2 separate regions of the Drosophila melanogaster genome follow, and region 2 is linked to region 1. A link is a contact called in public targeted proximity ligation data. All regions are on one chromosome and are shown on one strand. The core of a region is the stretch at or near the end of the contact, and the rest is flanking DNA. Distances in the headings are between cores, read along the strand shown. Region 1 overlaps bun (bunched). Region 2 has its middle 13 kb from the start of CG9932.

Evidence for each region.
Region 2: a contact with region 1 is called in a targeted proximity ligation map of the Kc167 cell line, with 5 times the contacts expected there.

Annotation. Positions count from the first base shown.
Region 1 is chr2L:12,517,847-12,523,251 of dm6, forward strand. All of the region lies in intron 5 of bun (bunched), which reads right to left. Among named protein-coding and RNA genes, the nearest start is that of snoRNA:CG43051-a, 12 kb to the left of the region's middle.
Region 2 is chr2L:13,070,516-13,075,920 of dm6, forward strand. No RefSeq gene overlaps it. Among named protein-coding and RNA genes, the nearest start is that of CG9932, 13 kb to the left of the region's middle.

The DNA.
Region 1 (5,405 bases), core at 1,450-3,949:
CAGCACAACAGGCAGCAGGGCAACAATATGATGCAACATTTGCTGCAACTTGTCGATGCGCTCCAATTCTCGGCATAAACAACACACAACTGCCGAGGATGCAACATGGAATCTTTTGCTGCAGGCAGCAGATGATGAATGTGGCATGCCACATGCAATTTATGCATCTCAAATAAAATTGACAAAAAGCAAAATCGCGGCGAAGGTGCTGAAAATTTTGTCAATTACGTTGTGGCAAATTAATCTTCGCAAATAGGGTAAAAACGAACATTTCCTTTGGAAAATGTTTGATCTGTGTGACAGAGTGACGACAACTCGCTTTTCCTTTGAGGATGAAAAACATATTTCCGTTCTAGAAAATCAAGCTGATTTTTACTCCACAGCTAAGTGCATAAATTAAATGCAACAGGGCGTGGAAAGAGGATTTTTCCAAAGAAAAACTTTTCACAGGCTAAAGGCCTTTGCCTCACAAAATAAGTAGTAAGCCATAGTAAGAGAAATGGTGGCAACAACAACTTTTTAGCTGCAGTCCAGGCACATTTTCCTTTTATTTTTTTGTTGGATAGTGGATAATTCTCAGTGGAGTGAAATGTGGAGCCCCACATGCTTGTTGTTGCTTTTCCTTTCGGTTTTGTGGCTATCTGTTTTTTGTTTTTTTTTGTCTGCAGCAAAACTTTTGGAGCTTTTAATTTTGTTTGCTTCCTGCTACGATTTTAATTGTTAATTTTAAGTTTCACGAAACTTTTTAATGTGCCGCACATGACAAAAATGTTACTCTGTGCACAACAAGTTTTTATTTCGAGATGAGTAAATTAGCAGAACTTTTAGAAGTTTAACAGGAAAAGGATCCTTATTAAAATCAGTTTTCTACTCATTTGGGCCAACCTTTTTTTCGCGGATATAAACATATATATATGTTTCGCGTTTACTCCCCCCAATTTTAAATACTTTCCCCTGTCTTCTTCTTGAGTCATCCTCTTGAAAATCCCAAAAATCCCAGCGTCATCCTGGCATCTGGATTGTCATCATCCTATCTTTCGCCACTTGCAGCTTGCATAATGGCTATGTAGCGAAATTAGCATAAAATGAGCAATACAAACCAAAAAGAAAACGACCCCATTGAAAACTATGGAAAATTGCGGCTGCATTGTTGTTGCAGCAACAAATTAAATGCACATTACATGCAGCATTTTCCCCCTTCCCCATTTCCCCTTCCACTGCCATTTTCATTTGCCATTGTGTTTTTCCCGCTTTTGTCGTTGGTTCAGTATGTCGCCCCAAAGCCAACAAGGAAATAAAAGTATTCAACAAAAATTGTGAAAAACAAGCATTTGTTGTTGTTCAAGAAAATTAGGTGAATGGAGCTAAGCTCAAAGAAAACTGCGCAGAGCGAGACGGAAAATTCCAAAACGGGAGCCTCGAAAACTGCGATCTCAGATAAGAGAAAGAAAAGAAAAAAATCGCTGAAAAGAAATTTGCAGTCAGCTCGAAGAAAATTTTCGTCGGAAAAAGAGGAGGGGGGTTGGGGAGAGGGGGAGGGGGAGGGGGTGCATTAATCGCTTCACCGTTTTGTTTTCGCAGTTTATCTGCGAGTTTTCATCGCTCGCCGCTGCTGTTTTCTGCTTTTGACCACTTTTACCCGCCAAGCCGAAATTTATTTGCGAATTGTCTTTAATTCGTTTCTATTTACGTAATACGCGATTTCCAATGCTTGCGGTTTTCATTCGCAATTCGGCAGTTTGATTGGACAGCACAATTAGCTTGGAAGGACAGCAGAAAGGATTGCGTAAGTTTGAAAGCGGTTGGAAAATTAGGGAAGAAAAACGATGGGACAACACCAGAAACTAAATCTCCACATCTCTCAGTTTGCAATTCTTTTGACTTTTAGTACATAAAAGAAATGTATGACATTTACAAAAATATTTAAAGGAACAATAAAAACAATAAAAAGATTCGCCTCCTATTTAAAGTAAATACAGGCAGTTGGTAAATTTTGCCTTTAATATTTACAATTTACAAATGATAATATTAAAATAAAAATTAACTAACGGAAATACCATTAAAATATATTGTGAATTAAGCTTAACTTTTTCAAAATGGTAAAGATTTCAAACACGACTGCTTCACTAAGCTACATTTATTTACAAGTTAGTTTTCTTAATGCATGATTAAATTATTTAAATGCGTTAAATGGAAAGACAAAACAGCAAAAAGTAATGAATGTTTCTTTAATGGGTTGGCAGGGAATTAAGGTAAAGCGTAGTACTCACATACATAAAAATGATATTGGGGCATATACATTTCGATTTTTATGATTTTCGCTTGCTTACCTGAAAATAAAAGAAGAAGAATTTAAGTAAAAATGGCTCAAAGTCGTAAGCAATAATTATTATTAGCTATTTTGTCTAAACCAAAGTTATGGAATTGCATTTTTCGGCGCCTCCATTTCAAATATTTCAGTAAACTGCTTGATATTGTTGTGTTATTTGTTCAAGACGTATACTGCTTACTGACATTTTGACAATATTCCGATAGAGGGCTATGTAAACTGCTTAGTCAAACCGCTTTGCTAACAGACAAAACTGTTTAACAGTGATGTTAGCACAGTTTGAAAACTAAGCAGTAGTGCTGTAAACAGTAATGCTGTTTAACAGTTTCGACAGTTTTGGATTGATAGAATATGAAGTACACTGCTTGAATACATAGTTAGGCACAGTTATTCTAAAACTGTACAAAGTGGAAAGCCCGCATTCATATAAGCAGTGCTCTCAAGATCATTGTATGTATGCTTACAGTAGAATGGAGAATAACATTTTATACAAGTAAAATATTGAAATTTTACAGCCGAAAAACTAATTGGTAATAAAGATATAAAAATCAACATATAGAGTTTTGCAATAAAATGAACTTTAAATGATTTACATATTAAAGCAAGAAAATAAGAGGTGAGTCAAAATAATGACACACTTTTAAATTAATTACAGAGTAAGTTAATAAGTAAGCTAAATTGTATTGCATATTAAATAATTTTATTTGAAGCGAAATTGGAAATTTAAAATTTAAATGGGTAAAAACCCGAAACGCAATAAAAAATGTGTTTACGTTTGTCCGCATTTTTGTTGTTATTTTTTTTTTCTTGCTAAGAAAAATGGCAACAAATACAAACAAGGCGATAATGTGCAATGCACAAAAATGATCAATAACAAAATCGAAGAGAGAGCACTAAAGGAAGTAGACAGAAAGAGAGAATGAGAAGGCGGTAGAGAAACCAAAAAGCAATAACAAAACAAAACAGACGACGATAGAATGCAATTAGAAGACGCAGATAGCGAGAGAGGAAAACAAAATAATTCACGTGTGTAAAAGACAAACGATGTAAGAGAGCAGCAGAGCAAGAGAGCGAGAGAGAGATGGCGCGAAGAACTCGAGTGATAAGCTTCTCGTGCCCTCTCTTTCTCGCGCAGAATTGATTGACTTCGAGACTTTGTCGCATTTGTTTTGTTTTTGTTTTGCATGCTCTTTTTTTTCGTTTAGTCTATAATAAAAATAGCAATTTGCGCACTATTTTTAAATTTTTTGAGAAATTGTTTATTTTGTTTTATTTTTTTTCGCTCTCTGTCTTCCACACGATTTGTTGTTTGCTCTTCGCAATTTGTTGCTGCTGTCAATCACAGCAAAAACCAAACACCAAATAGCTTAGAGAACAAATATATGTTTTAACACTTTTTTTTATCAGTACAGTCAATAGAACTCCACTTTAAAGAAAGTTTTGTTAAAGCATAATACTTATTATTCCCTAACTGCTCAAGCGCTCAAATACCCTGCGCGAAAGGGTATAAATAGAAAGAAGGATAGAAGATTTGCCAAAACAACGAAAAGAGAATTGACAACTGGGAACAGCCCCCGCACACGCCCCCCTCAATATCGCGTATACGTAGTCTGTATATTCGGTATATACTATATATGCACACATGACAATTTGGCGCCTTGGCGCCAACCGACGTACGACAAAATCTATTATTTTCTATTTTTTCACTACTTTGTGCTTGTATTGCATGTGGTTTTAACTTGAAAGCCCCCCCGACTACAAAGTTCGCTGTATTTCTGTCCATATGTCCAAACGACTGGGGAATTCGCGTAAGACAAGCATAATCGATGGCCTGCCCGCCGTTTGTCTCTTATCACAGAACCGACTTGTCTTGATACTTGATAACGACGAGGCACACACGAAAGACAGCGAAACGAATGAAAGAAAGAAAGAAAGTGAGAAGAAACACGAGCGTGCTGCAAGCGGGCAGATTTTTAATTTCCCCAATTGATAAAAGTGTATCTACATACATATACTTTTTGATTCGTTTTGCTGTATTTCCGGGAAACAACAAAAAATTGTGAACCGTAAAATTTATTTTTGTATTGCTGATTATTTGATTTTTTCTTTACTGATTCATTGACTGAATATCTTTTAAAATCGATAAAAGCCAGTAAAATATTTTAGTTAAAAAAAAATTAATTAAATATATACATTTTTAAGATACAAATGGAGGATGTGTCAAGAAAACTATATATCTGATATTGCCGTAACTTTTAGACCCTGACCATCCTAAAAAAATTAAAAACTAACTACTCCAGCTCCAAAACCAATCCACCTTTCACTTAGAAATGCCTTAAAAACACAACAGACAACCAGGAAGCGCGTTGTCATAAAATATTTACACAGTTGTTAAAATGCAGTTTGCAAATGGCGTAATGAGCGCTTCGATCGATCCACAAATCAAATCACCAATAGGCGCACAAATAAATCACCAATATCGTCAAAATGCAATCAATAGAGATCGGTTTGATGACCTCCATTTACCTTATTGGAAATTGCATTTTCTAATGGATTTGCGCTCTGGCGAAAATTACGAATAAGAAAACGTATTTCCAATAGATTTATGCTTCCCCATCGCAATATAAATGCATCTTTGAAATTGTTCTCATGCTCATATGAATGCACCCTGTGCGGAAATTAAATTTGGCAATGACAAATTGACCGATCACACAAGGCGATGTAAATTCAAATAGAAAGTACAAATAAGTGGTGCAGAACTCATGGGAAAATACTGCAAATTAGACTAGAGAATTACTCTGTGAAAATAAATGAATATACATTATAATATAGTTTACAACTATTAACATTCATTCAGTTCATTTCATGGCATTAAGTGTCTTAATCATATTTGGATTTTCAGACTGGTATTTAATAATTCTTTAGATAATTCGACTAATTCCTGCGAATAAATATGCCCCATCAACGAGCTAAGGAAAATAAATAAGCCGAAAGACATGGCAAAAAAATGTTCATTAAATTTGCATTTCCCTCTATTATTTGGCGTCACCGCCGTTCGTTCGTGCAAACAATTTTA
Region 2 (5,405 bases), core at 1,051-3,550, 550 kb after region 1:
CTTATGTAGAAACTTATGCTTGCTTTTATTCGAAATTTCGATTATTGACACAACTGAATAACGTTTATTTGAACACGTTTTTCTCTCCGAGACAATCGACAATTCTTATAAACCAAAATTTGTTGATAAAGTATTGTTCTCTGTGCAAACTTATTTGAAATTTGGTGAACTAAATTGAAAAGTTTGTTGTATTATTTATTAGAGTAGATATACTTAAAGACAAATATAATATTCAGCCATTGTAGAATATTACTATAAGCTTCATTAGTACAGGGTAGCACGGCAAAATGTAAATCATCGTGTGCAAAAAGTGAAGACAAACCAGCAGCAGCAGCAACAAAAAAGCCAGCGCCAATAATCAATTGGAGTGTCTGTCTTGGGTTTTATTTTTTCGGGGCGTTAATGGGAGGTGGTGGGGTGGTGTGGTTTGGTGCTGTTGGTGGTTCTGTCGGTGGTTCTACTGTGGCTCGGTTTGGTTAGTTACCGCCAGCGGCGACCGCATAAAGTGGAAGACAAGTGGCGGCATGGACAAGTGCCATAGAAATTGCGATTGTCTGTGGGTGGGTGTGTGTGTGTGTGGTTGTGTGTGTGTGAGTGTGGGTATTGCACAAGAGCCAAGAACGCAATGCAAACGCAAGACACCAAAAAAAAGCAATAGCAAAAGCTAAAAGAATCCGAAGCAGAAGCACAGGCAGAACAAGAAGACGATGAAAGGCAAAGGCACAACTCAAGCACGCACTTCAGACGCAAAAGAGACGGACGGAGTGCCAAACGGACGGACAGTGCGGACGGACAGCGGTACAACGCAACAAGAAATGCCGGACGGGCTAACTTCAGATACTCTTCAAGTGGAGAACAAGAGTAAGTATCTGTAAGATACAGTAATTATTCGGAAATTCGAAAATGAACTAATAATTTGCAAGTAAAACATACCAAAAGCGGATAGTAGAGTTAACAAGGAGTTATATTGAAAGAGTTATATTAGTATTCGAGTAATCATTTATCATAATCAAAATAAAACGACATATTTACTGGCATCAAAAACTAGCTTCTTGGATTTTTTATATTTTAAGATACATTTTGGTACTCTACCCCACTTGCAAAGGGTATCAAAGAGATATAGACAAGGCACAGGCTATTTTATAGCTGCTTGGTGATGAATGACTTGGGCGGTTTGGGCCTAAGGAGGTGGGGCTACGGGGCGTCAGGTGCGGAAATGTCATTTGAGCCATTGGATTCGATGACGGCATGGACGAAGATAATGATACCGATGATGATGATGACGATGACGAACTACGTCCATCCACGAGCTCTTGTTGTGCACGTTCCATCGTTCCGAGTTCCAACCATTACACATACGAACTTTCAATAGTACAAAAGTACGAAGAGCGAAAAAAATCCATGAGGAGGAGCACAGTCACCAGTTAGCAGTTCAAGTGTTTTTCCAGAAGCAGAACAATGGAGGTTGAAGAAGCAGCAGCAGCGGCAAATAATGCAAACAAATTTTGAGATACGAGTACGAAGAGTTAATGAAATTATGTAATTGAAGCGAAGGACTTTTGATGACAAAGAGAAATAAGTAAGATCAAAAACTTAGCTAGAGTTAGTGTCGCAGCAAAATAGAAAAAAGAACTTAATTATCTGAAACATTGATGAGTTATTTTAATATATCGAATATCTAATGTGCAAAATGAGCACTGAAAGTTGCTTCAATGCCAAATCTCGGAGCTCTCAAGAACAGATAAAGGCATTAAAATAATTCACTTCCACCATCGCAATTAACGCCATGAAAACATTCGCAGTGTCAACGTTAGACTTGGCTGCAATCCATCAAATCGAAAGATTCAATGCGAGCAAACTGAAGAAACAGTGGCGATCGGTTGAGAAATGGTGAGGAGGGGAAGCCGATAGGTATAAACTTCCCATAATAGCGCTAATTGTATGATATTTATAGTTGATTATTAAGCTGCCACTCAGAGAGCAAATAAAGCGCATTTAACAATAAAACAATTAGCTTTAGTAGTTTTTGTATATCAATAAAACATAACAGCAATTAAAATGTCACTGGCGAAAAATCACAAGCGACTGCAGTCGCTTCACCACTCGCACGAACTCATAGATACAGATACATTTGTATCTGGCCAGCGTATGGCATTGCAAAAAGTTTGTATGTCCGACTAAACACACACATGTTTGCCTGCGCGGGCTTCTGCTTCCAGTTTCGCTCTAGCCGTACTTTTATTTATAAGTATTTATGGTTGTGTAAATTTTAATTTAATTGCCAATGATACGCGTCATTCAAACCTCGATGCGATACATTACCGATGACGACGACGATTGACCACGACTGTGATGTTATCAAAAGTAAACAGACATGTGTGAGAATGTGTGTGTGTGGATGGAGTTGAGAGTGTTAAGCGAATAATGCGGGGGATTTTTATGCTCTATGAAATGTGCAAATGTTACAATGCTGTGACCGATGGGATTGGCTTATATATGAAAAGCTGATTTTATTATGATGTCGCGAGTTTATTGTGTTATTCAAAATGGCTGTAATTTGTTTATCGAAATTTCATTTGAGTTAATCACTTAATTTCAATAACACAAGCTGTTTGCTGCATTACTTAACAATTACGATGCATAATTAAGTCAGTCATATTTTAAATAAATTGAAACCCCTCATTCCAAATCATAGTTTTCAATGCAAACTGAAAGAGCATCTGTAATTCGGCAATTGCCACCAGCTTTTGTTTTATTTTATTTACCATTTTATTGGCGTATTTCAAAATTGTTTGGTGTTGCACGATAGCAGACGAACCGATACCGTATGAAATGACACTCGAGGGGCCACTTTTGCTCGAGTTTCCTTGGCCTGATGGATGACTTAAAGTTGCATTTCTGCTACTCCCTGCTACTCGCAATTGAAATTCAGCTAGCTTTTAATTTAAGGTTCGCCAAAAGCGCTCAGCTAATGCGGATTCAAATTCAGGCTTGATAAATTGTTTGACAGCCCATTGAAGCGTGTAATTTTTCGCATTGTTTCACTTGCCATTTGAAATGAGTTTGCTGGCTAGTGATCTATCGCCGCCAACCGATCTAGCTGGCTTTCCTGTCTTTCGGTGTGCCGGGTGTTAGATTTAATTTATGGCGCAACACAAACGCTCCATGCTCTACATATTCCGGCTACCAGTTGGTTAAAGGTGTGCCACCCCACCGAAACCGAAAATGTTTGGGTCGGTCAGAGACAAACATCATGCGCCCATTCCACGCGGTTCGATGCCATCCCATCCAATCGCTAATTGTCATCGACACGGGTCTTTGTTGTTCTGCAGCTGACTGAAATGAATGGATGGAAATTGGGGATGGGCCACCGGGTGCTTCTGTGGCCGATGCACTGCAAGAAAACACGATCGAGCAACGATTTCATTATGTATTACCAAAAAAAAAAAACCTATATCCTGTTGGGACATGCAGTATATCTATATCAAATCATTTCCATTGGCGCACTTCGTCACTACTTGAGTTTTAAAATGTAAAAACTAATATTATTTTTTTTTCCATGGACTTCTGCTGTTGTTGAAGTTCCTGCTGCTGATGATCTCCATTCCATGGCAATTGCCTATCTGCCGAAAATTATCAGCCAGCGACTGAGTGACCTCGCCTCTTCTCTTCTTTTCTTTTCTTTTATTTGGTTCTTCTGCTGCTGCGTACTCGCTTCGCATTTATTCAATTTATTTCTATTGCCGCCGCACTCATATCGCCAGTTTTCGTGTCGAGTTTCGTGCCGAGTTGAGCTAAGTTGAGAGCGTTGAGTTGAGTTGGGTTGAGCCAAGTCGTCTTCTTTAACATCTCCTTGGTCTTTGGCCACAATTGTCATTGTACTAATTCCATTAAATGATGGCGACTTGCGTGCTTTTGTAATTGAAGTGCTCGTGCAAATGGAAGAGGAAGCAGTAAGCGCAGAGGAAGCAGTACAGTCAAACTACACTATGGCGAACGGTTAGCTATATTGGCAAAGTAGGTTAGGTAGACTTATAATAAGAGACAGCCCTTTGAAATTTAAATAATTGTAGGTCTTCTTATTCTTAAATTTATCAATTTATGAATACAACTAACTTCAGGATCTGTAGCAATAGCCTCAGCGAATCTTCACAGTGAAAATAAAGCTTCGGCAATGGCACAAAGCATCAGCATACGTAAAGTATAGCTGGCGTAGAAGATTTAGACTTATAAATCGCGGCTAAGCCGGGGGAAGGGATGGGGTAGGTCCGAAGCTGCCTGAATAGTGTCTGAAAAGCTGAGACATCGGTCGAAAAAGAGCAGCTCAATAACTGAGCCACGCCCCTTTCAGTGCACATATGCGTGCTCGAGTGTTCACAGTCTGCTCCTCGAATTGAGACATTCAACGCCATCGATGTTGCTGCTGAAGCGGTTGCTGCTGCTGCTGATGAGGATGTTGCCGCTGTATATGTTGCTGCTGGCTCACTCTTATCTGTTGCTCAAAATTCCTTCAAGAACGAGGGGAAGTCTGGCACCGAGAATACTATACCCTTTTATCAATAGTTCTTTTTATCGCACATATAAATTAAATTCTTCGAAGAGAAGAGATGAACACGGAAATACCTAAGAACTATTTTTTCTAAATAATGCCAAAATTATTAAGTACTTATATACTTATATATAAATAATAGTAAACTTAGAAATAAAAAAAATATATTTGTTCAATGAGAGATAAGATGTTCAGCTCGTAATTTTCCAGCATGCACTTATGCAATAATACTTCTAAAACAAAGCTCAATAGTTTAAGGAATAGTATACATACATAAAAGAAGTCTATAAAGTCGCTATGTCTCTAACAAATTAGTGTATTAATGTCGGCAGCTTCAGCTTTTCACGCGCTTTGCCCCGCTTTTAACCTCTTTTCCACCCATTTTACTTCGCTCTTGTAACGAATGCTTATCGTGATGGCAAAAGCAAAGCCAAAACGAGGCCGTCGTTGTTGCTGCTGTAGAGAATGCAATTTTCTAATAATTTCGTTTTTTCATTTTGCGTTTATTTTTTTTTTGCCATATATGTGTGCACTTGTAATCACCATTAAAAGCGCTTGAAACTTTCTGCTCGCTTCCTTTGAGTTCCAGCTGCTGCCCCCTGACCCACCATGCACCACACTGCACCACCCTGTACCACCACCCAACCACCCACACATATTTACTTATGCAACCCACAACAGCTTCCCGCCAAATCGTCCCCCTAATCGCCAAACTGCAGCTGCTCAAGTTCTAATGAATATGTTAAATCTGACCTAATTTTACAGCGTAGAAAAAAAAAGTTCAAAATTGTGCGCTCAAATGCATTCGCATAATTAGATGCAGCAGAAGGGGGCGGGACAAGGGGGCGTGTCTGCA